Linked DNA regions of Drosophila melanogaster: region 1 is linked to region 2. The links are chromatin contacts, called in public Hi-C maps. All regions are on one chromosome and are shown on one strand. The core of a region is the stretch at or near the end of the contact, and the rest is flanking DNA. Distances in the headings are between cores, read along the strand shown. Region 1 holds the start of cwo (clockwork orange). Region 2 holds the start of lncRNA:CR45054 (long non-coding RNA:CR45054).

Region 1 (7,646 bases), core at 4,358-6,857, 300 kb before region 2:
TATTACCCTTTTCGTAAAAATTAACTTCTTAATGATATTTCTCCTTGTGTATTGATTTACACAACTAACATGTTTACGGTGGACAATCGTGGCATTCAATGCCAACAGTTTCCGCCGCTGATCTGTGTCACAAAAATTTCCATATCGACATTGGGCAGTGGAAATGCGCTGCCTCGAATTGTGAAATCTCGGAGGGCGAGAGTGGAAAACAACCGAAACGAGAAAACAAACGGCAGAACGATGACGCCGAACTCGAGGAGAGAGAAATAAATCAAGCTAAATACATAGAAGAGTGTGTCCTAGCATCTAATTAACAAAAGTGGGCGGGGCTGGACCGGTCTGGTCTGGCTCTCGCCTGATCGTCGACCTTGGGCTTGTCGGTCGGCTGATAAGGTGTATGCGCTTCTATTATATATTATATTACAAACACACACGGCTAGATTAGCACCAATTACGCTAAAAGTGCAGCGGAGCATCTGCTGTTAAGGTGAGCGACACAATCACGTGAGATCTGCAAGCTGGAACTGAAACTTAAACTAAAAACTAAATCCGAAACTAGAAATGCCGCGTACCGCTCATAAATATTCAGTTGAAAAAAAAAACTGCGACCTACCGGGCGGGCACGTGATATAATTGTTTTTGGCCAAAGTGCAAAGACCAGAAAAAAGTTGCTGCACTAGCGGAATTCGATTCGTAACAAATTCGAATTTCGCATTTCAGTTGATTCAACAACCAACCAACACACAAACGTGCACACGTGCCGGATGGATTGCTTGGCAACAGTTTCGGGGCTTGGTTTTTGGGATTGAGTTTGTAAATGGAATCGAAATGGAATCGAGGGCAACAATCCCTGGCAAATTGCTCTCTGGCGTGCTGTCTAGGCGAAAATAAAAATTCGATGCGAGTCGAGTATAAACAGATACACCGACACAACAACGACTTGCAAAGATACATATACGACACATACATGTAGATGCAGTGTACGAAAACATATATGTAGATACAAATACGAGGCCACTTGGAGGCGGATGCCTTTTGCTTATTACGCATACCCTGCTGCTTCTTCAACGGATTTTCAAGAAGCGCTGGAAAAGTGCAAATGGAAGTTTCGTATCGCGGCTCATTCGCAAATCCATCTGGTGATGAGATAGAGCCGTCTTTGTTCCATGGAAAGTGAATCACAATCGGAGCTGATTTATGAAATCGTCGTTTGTGTATTCTGCGCGAATCCAGCGTTGGTTAGTATAGCAATGGGTGCCTTATGGAGTTCAGTTGGTAACTGAACCGATGCATCAGAAATGCATCGTCATAGACCATTAAAAGCTTTAACATTTATGAAAAATGTTATCTATAATTTTGCTTTCCCCAACTATTAATAGAAAGTAACGAACTAACTTAAATTCTTTAAGTAATTTTACAAATGTCCCAACACTCGCTCCGAATTCCTCCGCTAATCATGCATCCCAGATCTTCAACAATTTTCTTTCCCCCATCCGCATTCCCCAGCTGAAATGAATGTCCGCACTGGCCATAACTGGGTCAAAAGACACTCAAATCCATCTATTTAAATCGTTTAGCGGCAATAAAATGCAATGGTCATGAGTCAGCGGACACAACGCAAAAAAAAATCATCGAGACGAGTGCATTAATCACGAAAATCCACCACATACTGCACATATACCATGCGAATTTCACAATATCTGCGGCACGTTTGCCTCCCGTGAGTTGAGGACTGGCGTTTTACAGGGGTGGGGATTTCTTTCGAGGGGTCTATAGGGGTCAGCCTGCATGGAACGTGAACGACTACGTGCCCGCTTCACAAATGCCAATGGACGGCGAACCGAACGGACGATGATGGTGGCGATAAGTCCGGCGACGGAACGAAATGTATCGATGCGGATCGAATCGAATCGGATCGAGATCGGGTAGGATCGCCAGCATTTTCGACGCAGGCGGATATATATCTGTCCATACAATTTATAACACTCCGTTCTGCTATTTTTAGCGTGCTGCAGGCGTTTGATATTCTTTTTGGTGATAAGCGTGATCGAAAGAGTGAATAAATTAAAAACAACTGTGTTCATATGGGATTTTTGCCATTAATAAGTAAATAATAAATAGGTATTTTACTTTCACATATTTCAACGCAATAATAAAGGTAAAAAATATAGCCAATTAATTCTTTCTTTTGTATTTGCTTATTTCTACACTTTCGATAGTTTTTGTTAGTTAATAGATTAATTTCGCAGCTTCTATCTTGTATCTCCTGTTGATTTTTTTGACGTGTTGTCTTGCTGAACATCTGTGAGTTCATGTTGTGCAGGAAATCCATTTGAAGTCCCTGCAACACAGACGTAGCCAGCAAACAAACACACTTTTTCAGAGATCTCATGCTACTCCAGATATGGAGCATCCATTGGATAGGAATGGTTAGCTGTTAATATCACTAATCACTGGGTCAATGTCTTCAATTCGATGGCGTCGTTGTCAAGATCCCGAAATCGAAAACAACGAGAGACAGCTGAGTAGTAAATGCGATTGTGGGGGTGTATTTTGATTATTTTGCGGGGGTTTAGCAACTGTCTCGTCGTGCAACAAACCCGAGATCTTACTGACGCTTGACAACTCTGGACACTTTATAGATACATATATAGATACACATGTGCTTATAGATAGATAGATACATTTCGGTTTGGAGAGTAGCGATTGTGCGTCACGCCCGTTTCGCTTTTTATCGCGTGTTTGCTTATCTCTATTTGTGTTTTCTCTCTGCTATTTTTTGCTTTTATGACTGACTTGGGTGTTGATTAAGATGGCAGCGCGTAATGCAAATTATAAACACTTCAGCCGCGACGAAGACGCGTGTTTACCCCAAGTGCCATATGATAAGGACGCAGGGCCCAACCGAATTTAAAATATTTATTTTGATTACTTTTTTTAGCGCTGATGCCGTGGGCAAAGATACACCATTATGTTTAACCAGTTCCGTTCATTAATGATATTTTTTGGGATAATTAAACCGGCTAGACTCATAATTGAGCGGCACACGTGACGTATACGTAATCATATTTGTTCACAAGCCATGAGCAGCTTTCCCCCCAAAACCGTAGTGAAACCAAAAACCGAACTGGAAAAAACCCGACTACGAAACGAAAACATATCCAAAGGCCAATCAAATTGGGGACCTGAATATTTGATGAGCGATTCATTCGATTAGCCCTTGTGTATTTATAGAGGAAAACGTTCCCAGGAGCACCGGTGGCGGTCACCGAAAATAGCCAAATATAAAGCTCAATCAAAAAACACAGCCACAGAACCAACAGAAACCTGAGCGAAACACAAAACTTGTTGACCTTCAAAAGGACACGGCCCAACGCGCCACCCAAAAGCTAGAAAGGCCACCCGAGCACGTGAACAGCACCCTACTCCACGCACTAGATGGCCACTCAAAGGAGTTGGTTGGGGAGCATAGACCCACGCTGTTGTTAACTGATATTTATAGCCACGTTTGGCCGTTGACATTTAGCAGACAGGCGTAAAACCCCTAAGCACCGTGATTATATTACTCATTTGCAGCGCTGGCCACACCACTTCGCTTGGATTATTAATCCCCACTCTGGCCACACCAACGCAAATCGCACTTTTTTCTGATTCCGCTCGGACACGTTTAAACGAAATTCAAGTTCAAAAATACAAACTCAATGGAATGGGAGATTGGGGGGATTGGGAGACTCACAGGGAAAAAATCAACGAAACATCACGTTTTGCGAGTCGTGCGTTGGATTTTGTTTTGTGTTTTGCCTTCTGGCAAACACGAAAAAATAAAGATGAAATAAAGCAAAACTAAAGCACCCATCTCGGCCAAGAATAGCCTCTCGACAGTGTCTGCCCACGTTTTCTTCGCCCGATTTTCGCGTTTGTTTTGCAAATGCAAAACGCTTTCTAGCTCGACGGCTAAAAATACGCGGCCCACACATCCCAAAACAGATCCGAATGGTCCACACCCGATCCTGACATGCACGCACATAACGATTATGAGTTATAGAAGAGGAGGCGGAGACTTAGGCTTAACCACTAGAAGCGAGTCTTAGATACACTAAACCATTAAATAATTCACAGAGAAAAGGTATCACAAGTCTTGGGAATCTAAATTAGCAATATGCTTATCCAAAAATTTACGGATTGTTATTTATTTAAGAAAGATTCATTTGGTTTAATTTGTCGTTCAGATACGGATAAAACTTTAACAATTTTCAACTAATTGGAGAGGGCTTTCGGATTGTTGCACATTTTGTGATAAGTTTTCTCTGCGTGCTTAAGCTAAACGCGCACAGGTGAAAGTGAGTGGTTCGATTTAGTCATTGGATTGGATTTTATTTGCTTTCGACTTGCAGCGGGATCTGGCGATCTGTGCTGAGTATACCTACCTCTCATACTTGACCGGATGGGCGGCATGTCCGTTCGTCTCGTTCCAATAGGGCTCCATGGTGGTGCCAATGGGGCTCCTGCTCCTCGATCCACAGACGGAACCGCTCCGCACGCCTCCGCCTCCTCCTCCTCCGGCTGCTTGCACTGGAAACGCACCGAATCCGCTCCTGGGCAGTGTGAACGTTTTGTGGAGCGCCTGCTGCGTCTGCTGCTGCGTCGACGTGGTTTGCTGCAGTTGCGGTGGAATGGTGGAAGTGCTCCTCCTTACGTCAGTGCAGAAATAATTGTGAGATAAATGCCGGGGCGAATTTATGGGCGAGCAAACAGGTTGTCGAGTCGACGGCTGTGCGGCGAATTCACTGCGCGGCGAGTTACTTTTCTCTTCAAAGCTGAGATGAGATATTTTTCTTTCGGGTACTTTTTCACGTTTCACGTCCCGGATTTATATTCGAAATTTTAGAAGGGCATTACGAAGCGGGGTGTTTATTTATGTTGGAACGAGTGAAAAATGCTGATAAGTGTGTACCGCCTGTTTACTCTTTTTCGCTTATCACTGGGTGTGCGTTTGCTAGTGTTTGGGTGCGATAACGATAGCGATAACGTGTTTACTCCTCCTCCTGTTTTTCTTTCGTACTTCTCCTTCTTCTGTTACTGGAGCTTCAATTAAGGTGCACTTGTTGGAACAATTCCTCCTCGTTCGCGGTATCCACACAAAAAACAACAGAAGAAACGCAAATAGTGTCGGAAAACGTGATTGCGCTGCGCGGTTTTTTGTTTAATTTTTGTTTACACGTTTTTAGCTTTTATCAATTTTATGCACACACTGTTATTTGTTTTGTTAATATATATGGTACATGAATAGAGCCACAGAAAACAATAACTTCCTTTCGTTTCACAGTGGAATTTTACCAGCCGCCTCTATATACACACACACACCGATATAAATATATGTACGGGCGAGCGAGCAACGTGATGCGTGTGCGTGTGTTTCACTATTAAAGCACGTATATATAGGTATGTATCAAATTTGTTGTTGCCCCTCCAGCTAATTTTGCTGTTTTTTATTTGCTCTCCCTCTTGCCTTATTTTTTTGTATTCAATTTTTGCACTGTCACGTCACCCGCACCGAACTATTTCCCAAACGTCTGTTCGCGACAAGAGACAGAATCGAAATGAATGAATAAAACTCGCTGGCGGCACGAGACCCCAAAAAAGAGACGAGAGAGCGCCAAATTAATGACGTGCACGCCAAAGGAGAAGAGAGAGCAACATGTGTTGTTGGGAGAGAGAATAGAGATAAGGCTTTTCGTGTGCGGCGAACGTGATTGCCACAGTGGGACAGAAACTCAAATTTTATTACCACAAATTCCCCTGGGAGATAAGCCCAGGGGATTCCTACGACATGATTGGCAAATTTGACAGATTGCCTTTGTTTAGGCAGGGGATATGTTTAGCAGCAAATCAGGCACTAAAATATAAAGTAAGTATACAATTTTCAAAAATCAAATGTTTATGAAATTTGTTAATTTACATGTATCAACCATTAAACGTAACTATTGCCTACTTTAAGGGTAACAACTGGCATACAAATGTATATGCCGACATACCATAATATGATTATATTTCAAGAGACCTGCTTTTAAAGGGAAGTTTTTATAAGTTTGAAATGCATTCTAAGGCAAAATCGCAAAATACCCGATTGGCTCCACTGTGCAGTCGACATTTGGGGGCTTGATGACTAGACAACACGTACTCGCAAACTCACGGCACTTACAAAACCACAAGCAGCGTTGTTGTTGTTGCAGATATTCATAAATGAGTTGCGTGTGAATTATATACATACATATGTACATATATTTATAAGCATTTAGTTTGCCAAGCCGATACCAATATGGTTATGGTTAACTTTAAGTGCACCAATGATTCTCAAGTACGAACTCTGGAGAGTTACCGTTACAGTCTCGGGCTACAAACAATATAACATGAAACCGAAAAAAAAAACAAAAAGAAAATTTATGTGCATATATACTACGAATAACTAAAGAAAACAACGACGCAGAAGCTCAAGGCGAGCAGCAACAACAAAAGTCAGCGGCATACAATAAAACACGTGAAACGTGACAAATTCCAAAGCGAAACAGAAGTCAACTGGGCGGCGGCTGCGTGAGCGAGAGAGAGAGCGCAAGAGAGCGCAAACTGATAACCGGCGCTTGGCAACAACAATCCCAAAGCAAACAACACTCACATATACTCTCTACTCGGCCGACATTTTGTTTTTATTACAGAGCGCAACAGTCGCGACTTTTGTTGTTGTTTCTGTGAGGGCTTCACTTTAAAAAACGAAATAATAATCAAACGCTACATTGGCCCCCTCTCTCTCTCACACTCTTGATCCATTTGCTTTTCGTTTTTAATCGAGACACGTTGAAAGTGGCAAACTCACTAAAAAGTACAAAAAAATAATAATAAATAACAACTCAAAATTCGTGGCGCATGACGTAATTTCTCACGCGAGCCGAGCATGTCAGCGATTTGGCACACACACAAGCGCACATCTACACACACTCACACGCACACCATTGCAGCACTCAGGTTTGTTGTTGGTCACGTGTTGTTGAAATGTTTTCGTATTTACAAAACGCTGTTGTTTTTGTTTTGCGGTTGATTCGGATTTAAACAGTTCGAGCTCCATAACTCGAACTAATATGCTATATAGTTTTGCTGGAAGAAGTGTTTAATTTTATCGCGAAAATACCAACGATTTCTTTTTTCAAACAAAGGAATTTAAAAGCGTAACTAGTTTTTATAACAAACCTTGTCCAATATTTTAACTTTAACCAAATTTCAAAATATTTGAAAACCTTTTAAATTGATAGTAATAGTTAGATAAATCCATATTTTGCAAGTTTTAATCACACTTAAGTTAATTCGCGTTAATCAGTGTTTACTGTGCTTCTTTGTGCTGGGCTTTCCAACGTGTTGATTGTATTTAAATGTCTCTCGTCTATTTTTAACCGCCCCAAAGGTCACACCAACACAACGACAGGGTCCGTAAGCCGTACTCCACACTCCGTAAGCCATAAATCTGGTAAATGTGATCTGCGATGACGGATGACGAATAACTCAGACGTGTCCAATTGGGCACTGGGCTCTTGCATAAGAGCGGAGCTTGTTTTTGTTTTGGTTTCGGCATTTCGGCGATCTCTCGCTTTAATTTC
Region 2 (7,294 bases), core at 3,443-5,942:
TGTTTGGCAGGTAGTCAGTCTGGTCGAAAGGGGACTGATAGGGCAGGGGGAGGCGGTGATGATTGCAGTCGCCACTCAGCGTAATCATCAACATCAATTCAATTAAAGCTCCACGGTATATACCTCGTGTGTGTGTGTGTTCGCGCGAAAGATAATAAAACTGAAAGGCAAAACGCATAGAGCAATAATAAGTGCGAATAAGTGTCGCAAAGCGGTGAAATCAACTTTATCAACTCTAGCTACACAATAAAAAATTGTGCACATTTCTGAAATGCATATTTCATCATATTTGTCATCATATCCTTCCTCCTTCTCATTTCAAGACCTTCCTTGTCCAAATTTTTTTACTGGTGGCTTACAGTTTTTTTCTGTGTAGATGAGACCACACTGTGTGTGCGAAAGAGAGCGCCTGATGTTTGCTCGCTTTTTATTCGATTGCCAGTGGATGTTTGCCGCCGCCGCTTTTTGTTTTTATGGTTCGTACTTTTCGCCTCTCCTTTCGCTGTATTTGGTTCCTCTGCTTTTTGCTTTTTGTGCTGCTTTTGCTTCCTCTTTGTTTGCCGCCGCACGTGTAGGCGTCTCTTTCTCACCAAACTGGTTTGCCACACACACACTGACGCACACAAATGCAGTTGGGTACAGCACAGCACTATGACAGCTACGTATTGCCAGCTCGCTCGAACTCTCGGCCCAAGTGCTTTATGTACAACTAGTATCTTAACCTTGAACTTGAAAAACACACACGCATACAAGCAGAGGAGAGAGAGAGAGAGAGAGAGAGAGCGACATACTGAACGAACGTCGACAGAGCTTTTGTGTGTGTGTGTTACTCTCTCTGCATAACTCTCTATGGACATCTTTTCGTTCTCTGTGTTGCCCATTGCAGCTTACTTGATGCATACGTAATATGGCGAACACCTGGGCCGAGGCATCATCTTCTTCTAACCTTATTTAGACTGCCCACCACAGTACCTCCCTCCTAAAAAATACACCCCTTCTAACAACATCCCCAAATAGGGTATAGATGCCCTCTGAACTCGCATACAAATGACGCCACTAGGCAATTAAAAGTGCACAGAAAAAAAATCTCCTAAACAATAAATTTTTCTCGGAATTCATAACAATCTATATAGGAAACTTGAATCCTTTATGGTAAATAATTTGCGATTATAAGCAGTTGGTAGATTTATTTATAATGTGGAAAATGTTTGTTTGGTCAAATGTATCAGCCTTTTGATTGTTCAACATATTACTTTTATATTACGTATACGCAATGATCATCGACTATGTCTGGGGAACTAAATTAGATAGTACTTTAAGTTGACTTCAATAATTTGTAGATAAGTAAGCTGGAATGTTATCAAAAGCAAAGAATTCTGATAGATAATATTCAAGCACTTACTATTCAAAGGAAAGCTAAATTGGATTTGAATAAGTGCAATTGGTTGAAATATAAACTGAAAATAGTTTTATTTCATCATTGCTGTGTCACAGATCGTAATCAGCCCATCGATTTCCAATGATTTTCCTTTCTGTGTACCGTGAAGATGACTTTGCCTGCCCCAACTCATTCCATCCCATTCCCATTTTCATCCACATACCCGCTTCCGTAATGAGTGTGGGCTGTGCGGTGATGGGGCGAGAGTTACGTAAACGAATTTCGAAATCCCATTTACCCACACGAATACGTATGCAGATGCACACATCGATGAACTCGTATCTTGTGCAAACAAAAGCGGCACGCAAAGCTAAACTCGAGTCAAGTTCAGATACAAAAATATCGCATTGTGTAGGTTTGGCTGTGGTTTTTCACTGTGAAAAGGTGGTGGCGGGTAGGGGAATGCCGGGAAATTGCACTTGGATCTTGATTGACTACGAAACTGAAGTTTATAATTTCACAGAGATGCTTACCGCAATGGGCCGATCGTGTGTCAATAGATAATCTGAGTCACACATATACGAGCCACATAGAAGCGCCGATCTGCTGATGACACGTGATGCAATCGGAAATCAACAGGCTGATTACTGACCGATCGTAAATCTACAAGTTATCCGAATGCTCAGCAATTCCATGAACAGCTTGGTAGTAAGCACGCTTTTTACGACCCATTACATTGATAGATGCATTATAAAGTTATATAAGGCAACCGATTGTCGATCTCTTAATCTAACTAATAAAACAAAGGCGTATCTAAAGAGTAGTTACTTTGATATTCAACAATTATACGCTTAGTAAAATTTAATTGTTATGCCTAGTTTTAGGGCTTGAATTTTGTCTACAAGCCCATTTTCTGTCACGCTGGTAAGTATTTCTGTTTTAAACTTTCAATTTGTTTATAATTAAATCAAAATCAGAACCGATGGAGAGTGCGATTCCATGAGCGACAATTGCCAGCAAATTAGTGCCTAATTGTTTTTGCCGAGTGAAGTCATAAACAACTTGGGAAGCTGACAAACAAAATGGCAACACACACACTCACGCAAATAGAGCCATCATCTTTTCGCGCAAAGTTCCTCAGAATCATAATTCCCTTTGGCCAAATTCCGATTGGGTTTCGTTTGGTTTTTGGTTTTTTCTTTTGACTTGTATATGTATAAACGGAACTGTTTAGAAGCTTTTTCGCATTTGTTTTGTTTATTTTCGCTGCCATTGTGGCTTTTTTTCGCGATTATGTATTTTTTCTTGGGTTGGCTTAATTTGTGTTGTTTATGTTATAAATAAATTTTGATATTTCTGCAAATTCCGTGCAAAGGAAAACAAATGATTGGGAGAGATGGCCAAAACACATTGAGTGTCATTGTGTGCGTGTGTGTGTGTGTGTGTGTCTGAAAGAGAGAGAATTTTTGCAAACAGGGGCGTATGCGTGTTTTTTGCCAGTCGGGGTTAGCGATTATTCTTTAAAGAATATAGACATATTTCTAATAAATGCCTAGATTGAAAAACACTGGCTTACGTTGCAACAAAATTAAGTACCTAATGCTGTTTTAAATGGGTACTACGCATTCTAAACTACCCATCCCCTTTTCGGCGCGCCCCTGTTATTAAAACTTAGCTTTTAGCAATTGTTGACTGTATTTTCCACAATCACGGAAAGCGGTGGGTGAGGGGGACGCGACGGGGGTGGCGAATTGCCTTTGATGACGCCGTCGAAAAAATGTTAACTACGACGCAATTCAGTTTACTCACATTCTGTTGTTTTTTGCCACATTTCTTTTTGTGTCTGTGTTTGCCGATACTTTTTGTTTTTCCAACATGCACTTTGTTCGGATTTTCTCAGGGCAGAAAAACGGATTTTCCGACAAGATATTAATGCGTCACTTTTCGGACACGAAGCAAACTTAATTCTCAGGCGAACTTTAATTCTTTAAGTTTTATATTTGGGTTTTTGATTATCTTTATGAATTATTTATTGAATTGTGCTTGGGTGCACAGGCAACAAATGCGATCGGTTGAAGGCACCGCTGTTCAATGTCGCCGCTTTTTTGTGAAAGTTCTCGCCTCTGCCGCGGCGCAGCCTCTGCCAGCGTCGTCGTCGACGTCGACAGAGTTTCTATCTACTGGCAGAACACTCTCTGCCCTCTCTCTCTCACACAGTGTGATGTTTCGTCAAGTTTTTTCGATTCTTCCTGTTCCTGTTTCTTGGGCCTTCTACTTTTGCCCTACTGCCCCACACTGCCCCTCATCGAAAACCCGAAAGGCACATGTGATTCTCTTCGCAGTGGCCTTCAAACTGGCTTGGCTCTCTCGCCAGCTCTTGCTCCACTCTCCACCATTCTTTCATTCATTATTCTCCTCCCCTCATTTCTCATCCCTAAAATGTATCTGTATCTGCGCACTTTTATCTGTGTTTGCAACTCACTTTTGCTTTTTGCGAATTCCTGTTTTTATTGCGACGCTTTTTCTAGCCGAAGCAAAACAAAACAAAAGGCTGAAAAACAATTTCAAGGGTTCGGGGGGACTGTGAGATCCTCATCCCTTGATCCTACCGAAAAGCTTTACAGAGCTTTCAAAGTTCGAACAAGGAATAAGAGTACATGGACATTTTTAACTGGGTTTGGAATGATTTGGTTCTTTAGAACTTTAGATACTGATAATAAAAGGAAACAAAAAACTATTTCTAAACAAAATAAAATCACAAATGTATGCAGTTTATATAGTAAGTGAAAAATGGATGACGAAATGGCTGACTGTTTTAAATACTTTGTAAAACAATGCTCACCTTTGATGATCCCAATTGATATTTTATTAATTTATTGCTTCACCGACTTCTTCTAATTGCTTTTTAATTCTTGTATCTTCATGTAAAAACTCACTTGTTTGAGGCACGTATTTAAAATAGTTGTGAAATGCGCTTGCATTCTTATATCAATTTCGTTATTTACTTCCTAGTTTTTGTAATCACACAATAGAATGCACTTAAAAGGATTTAATTTATGTTTGGCGTAATTACCAATTCGTGTGTTTATCTTCGATTTTTTGTGATATGACACGCACTTCACGTAGAATTGGGCACAATTAATTTCCAATTATTTTGCATTGTATTTGCTTTTCCATTTTGAATGGGTTGGTTTTTAACGGATTCAATTTCGCTGTTGATGTCATTTGCGTGTCTAATTTGTAACAAATAATGTAGGGATTGTTTTTTTTGAGGTGGGTATTATATGCAGTACTTTTTGCTGTGTTCAGAATTCTTCTGCTTCCGATTGGGAATTTTCTAGGAATGGAGCGTTGTTGGCAGCTCGCCTGCCACACTTTCAATGCCAACGCGCAGCCCAGCAGAAAATGACAGAGCTGTCGTTGTCGCCGCTAAAGCCCGAAAGCTTCCGAAGCGAAGAGAGAAGAAACGAAGTGGTCAAAGTGTGGGAGAAGAGAAGAATGGGGACTAGAAGAAAGCAACGTACATATGTATGTATGTATTGAAAGGAGCTGCGCGTCCTGCTGCCAGAATTAAAATGCACAGATATATGTACTTGCATACATATTGCATTTGAAAAGGAAACTCTGACAAGCTCAGCTCAAGTTCAAGGATGTTATGTAATAAAGTGAGGAGAGAGCACAGCCTGAAGTGGTGGTAGTGTAAGTGCAAGTAAGCAGCTCTCTCGCAGTAACACACACATAGGCAGGTATTCCTCATCTGATCCCCTTTCGCTTTCTCACTCGCCCTCTCTATCGCCGTCTCCCTCTGGCCCAACCCCTTCCCCAACGGCATCCCTTTTTGCCTTTCTTGGCATGTACTTGTAGTTTAAGTTGTGCAGTCTGCCCTGACGCGCCTCGCTTACTGCCGCACTGGTACAGTGGTCCCTCGCTAAAGCTGGTCATGAGCGGCAGGGTTACTGTACCATTGCATGTGGTACTTAAAAATGATCTTTACCCAATAGGAAGATTAGAGTTATGACAAAAAATAAGAAATTTGCAGATCCTTATAATTCCCACCTAGATTGGATAACACCTTATTAATATTGATTGCAACAAAAATTGTTTGTAAAGATTCTCCCCCAAGGTTGCCCACTGTATATGGATGCACTGAGTGCGCTGTGTATCTACTGGTTCTGGGCTTTTCGGTTCGTGTTCTGGGCCTGGGCAGCGAAATGTATTGTATATAATTAGCGCATTTATTGACTAACTGCCGCTTGCAACACAAAATGCTCGTAGTGATAGGAGGGAAATACAATAATTACTTGGCTTACTGGCCCTGCAAAGTGTACGGATATTTGCTGTCATATGTATTTCTGACGTGGGTGGGACCTTCTAATACCTATGTACATACATACATATGTACTTTGTGCATGTGATTTCGATTTCGATTGACAAATGTGTGTCTGCTGCAATTTTCCACCGGCTAAGCCAGCCCCCCAAATCTGCATCCCCACACAGGGTGTGGTTTCGTCTCTTTCTCGCCTGCTGCAGTCATCTCTTTTGCTCACCCATGGTTCTCTCTTCTAGTAGCACAAACAAGCTGGCAATTCGATTTTAATTTCTTAATTGAATTTGTTTGGGGCCGCTGGTGTATGTGTTGGTTTTGCGAGAGACCGAGAGAACACTGCCCGCCATGTTTGTTTAATTGTTTAATTTAATTAAATGCGCTAAGTGCAACTCTTGCATACCTAGGCACTTTGTAACGGTCGCATATTTTCAGGTAAATATATTTCTGGCGATTCATGTACATATCTGTATCTATATCATCGGATATATGCAACAGATGTTAGTGCATGTCGGGCTATACCAATGCAGCTACAGATACGGATACAAATACACACATGCGACTGCACTGGCGCACTCCGAAGCTTATATGGTGGTACATATATACCCCATATACAAATATATAACCACTCGCCCGATACACACACAGCCATGGCTTGCACTTCCACAAACACAGTTACCGCCAACTGTTAGCGCCCAGTTTACTCTGCGAAAGCGTTGGAAACTTTTCTATCGCTGACACTGTGGGGAAATGAACAAAATTTCATTACGGATTACGAGTGAATTTAGTTACGAATAGAAGTTGTCAAAGAAAATTAGAAAGGGTCTACATATTTAAGAGTACATACAGAATACCTAACGGGATTGAAATAAAAAAGTTGTTGTTTTAACATTTGTTAATGAACATTAGAAATTTATTATGAAAAGTACCTGATTTTTACTTTACTTTATTTTTATTAATTAAATTCTTATGATCCTTTTTAAAATTACTTTTCGGAAAATTCAAATGTTGCTTTCCTGAGTTTTAAATCGACTAAACTCAAGAAAAACTTAAAAAAAAAATGTTAAATAGGAAAAAGATAATCGAGTATGGCCAAAATGTCATTTGCTTTTAAAAATAATCCTGGGCTGTGCTCAATGTTGCTCGAAATCAGTTGCTGGCCTGTAAACCATTTTTAAACGAACAAAAGTATTTATATCCCCTGCGAAAATATACATTTCCTAATAGTGCTTGCTGTGCGGACCGAGCTTAGAGCGCATCTATTATAGAATGTGTATACTTTGGGGAAAACTGTGGCAGAGTGGGAGGGCAACATTTCGCCAGCACTGTGTAGGTAGCTGCTGATTCTGTCGATTTTGCTTCTGCTATTGCTGCTGCTGCAACAAGCGCCCTTACCCTTCCCCTTTTTTTCAGCGCATGACTGTAGTAGGTGACCTTGACAGTGAACTTGAAATATATGCTACAAGGATTCATTCTGCTTGTGTGTGTGTATGCGTGTGAAACGCCGTGGAATGGAACAGTGAGCAAAAGAGAGAGCTTTTGCAAAAGTGCAGCTGTGTGAGGGTGGTGAATTGGCTGTACACCAGTATATA

The links. A called contact is a pair of places that touch in the nucleus more often than the background predicts.
Region 1: a Hi-C map of the Kc167 cell line shows a contact between it and region 2, with 4 times the contacts expected there. A contact is called at or near these places in 2 of 107 Hi-C or Micro-C datasets (the Kc167 cell line and the S2 cell line).

The regions. Positions count from the first base shown.
Region 1 is chr3R:10,386,219-10,393,864 of dm6, reverse strand. It overlaps cwo (clockwork orange), which reads right to left and starts at 5,607. Exons shown (of 4, transcript NM_080036.3): 1 at 4,428-5,607. The coding sequence starts at 4,486. It overlaps lncRNA:CR44938 (long non-coding RNA:CR44938), which reads left to right and starts at 6,480. Exons shown (of 2, transcript NR_125128.1): 1 at 6,480-7,020; 2 at 7,454-7,646.
Region 2 is chr3R:10,080,779-10,088,072 of dm6, reverse strand. lncRNA:CR45054 (long non-coding RNA:CR45054) reads right to left here and starts at 4,692. Exons shown (of 2, transcript NR_125127.1): 1 at 4,221-4,692.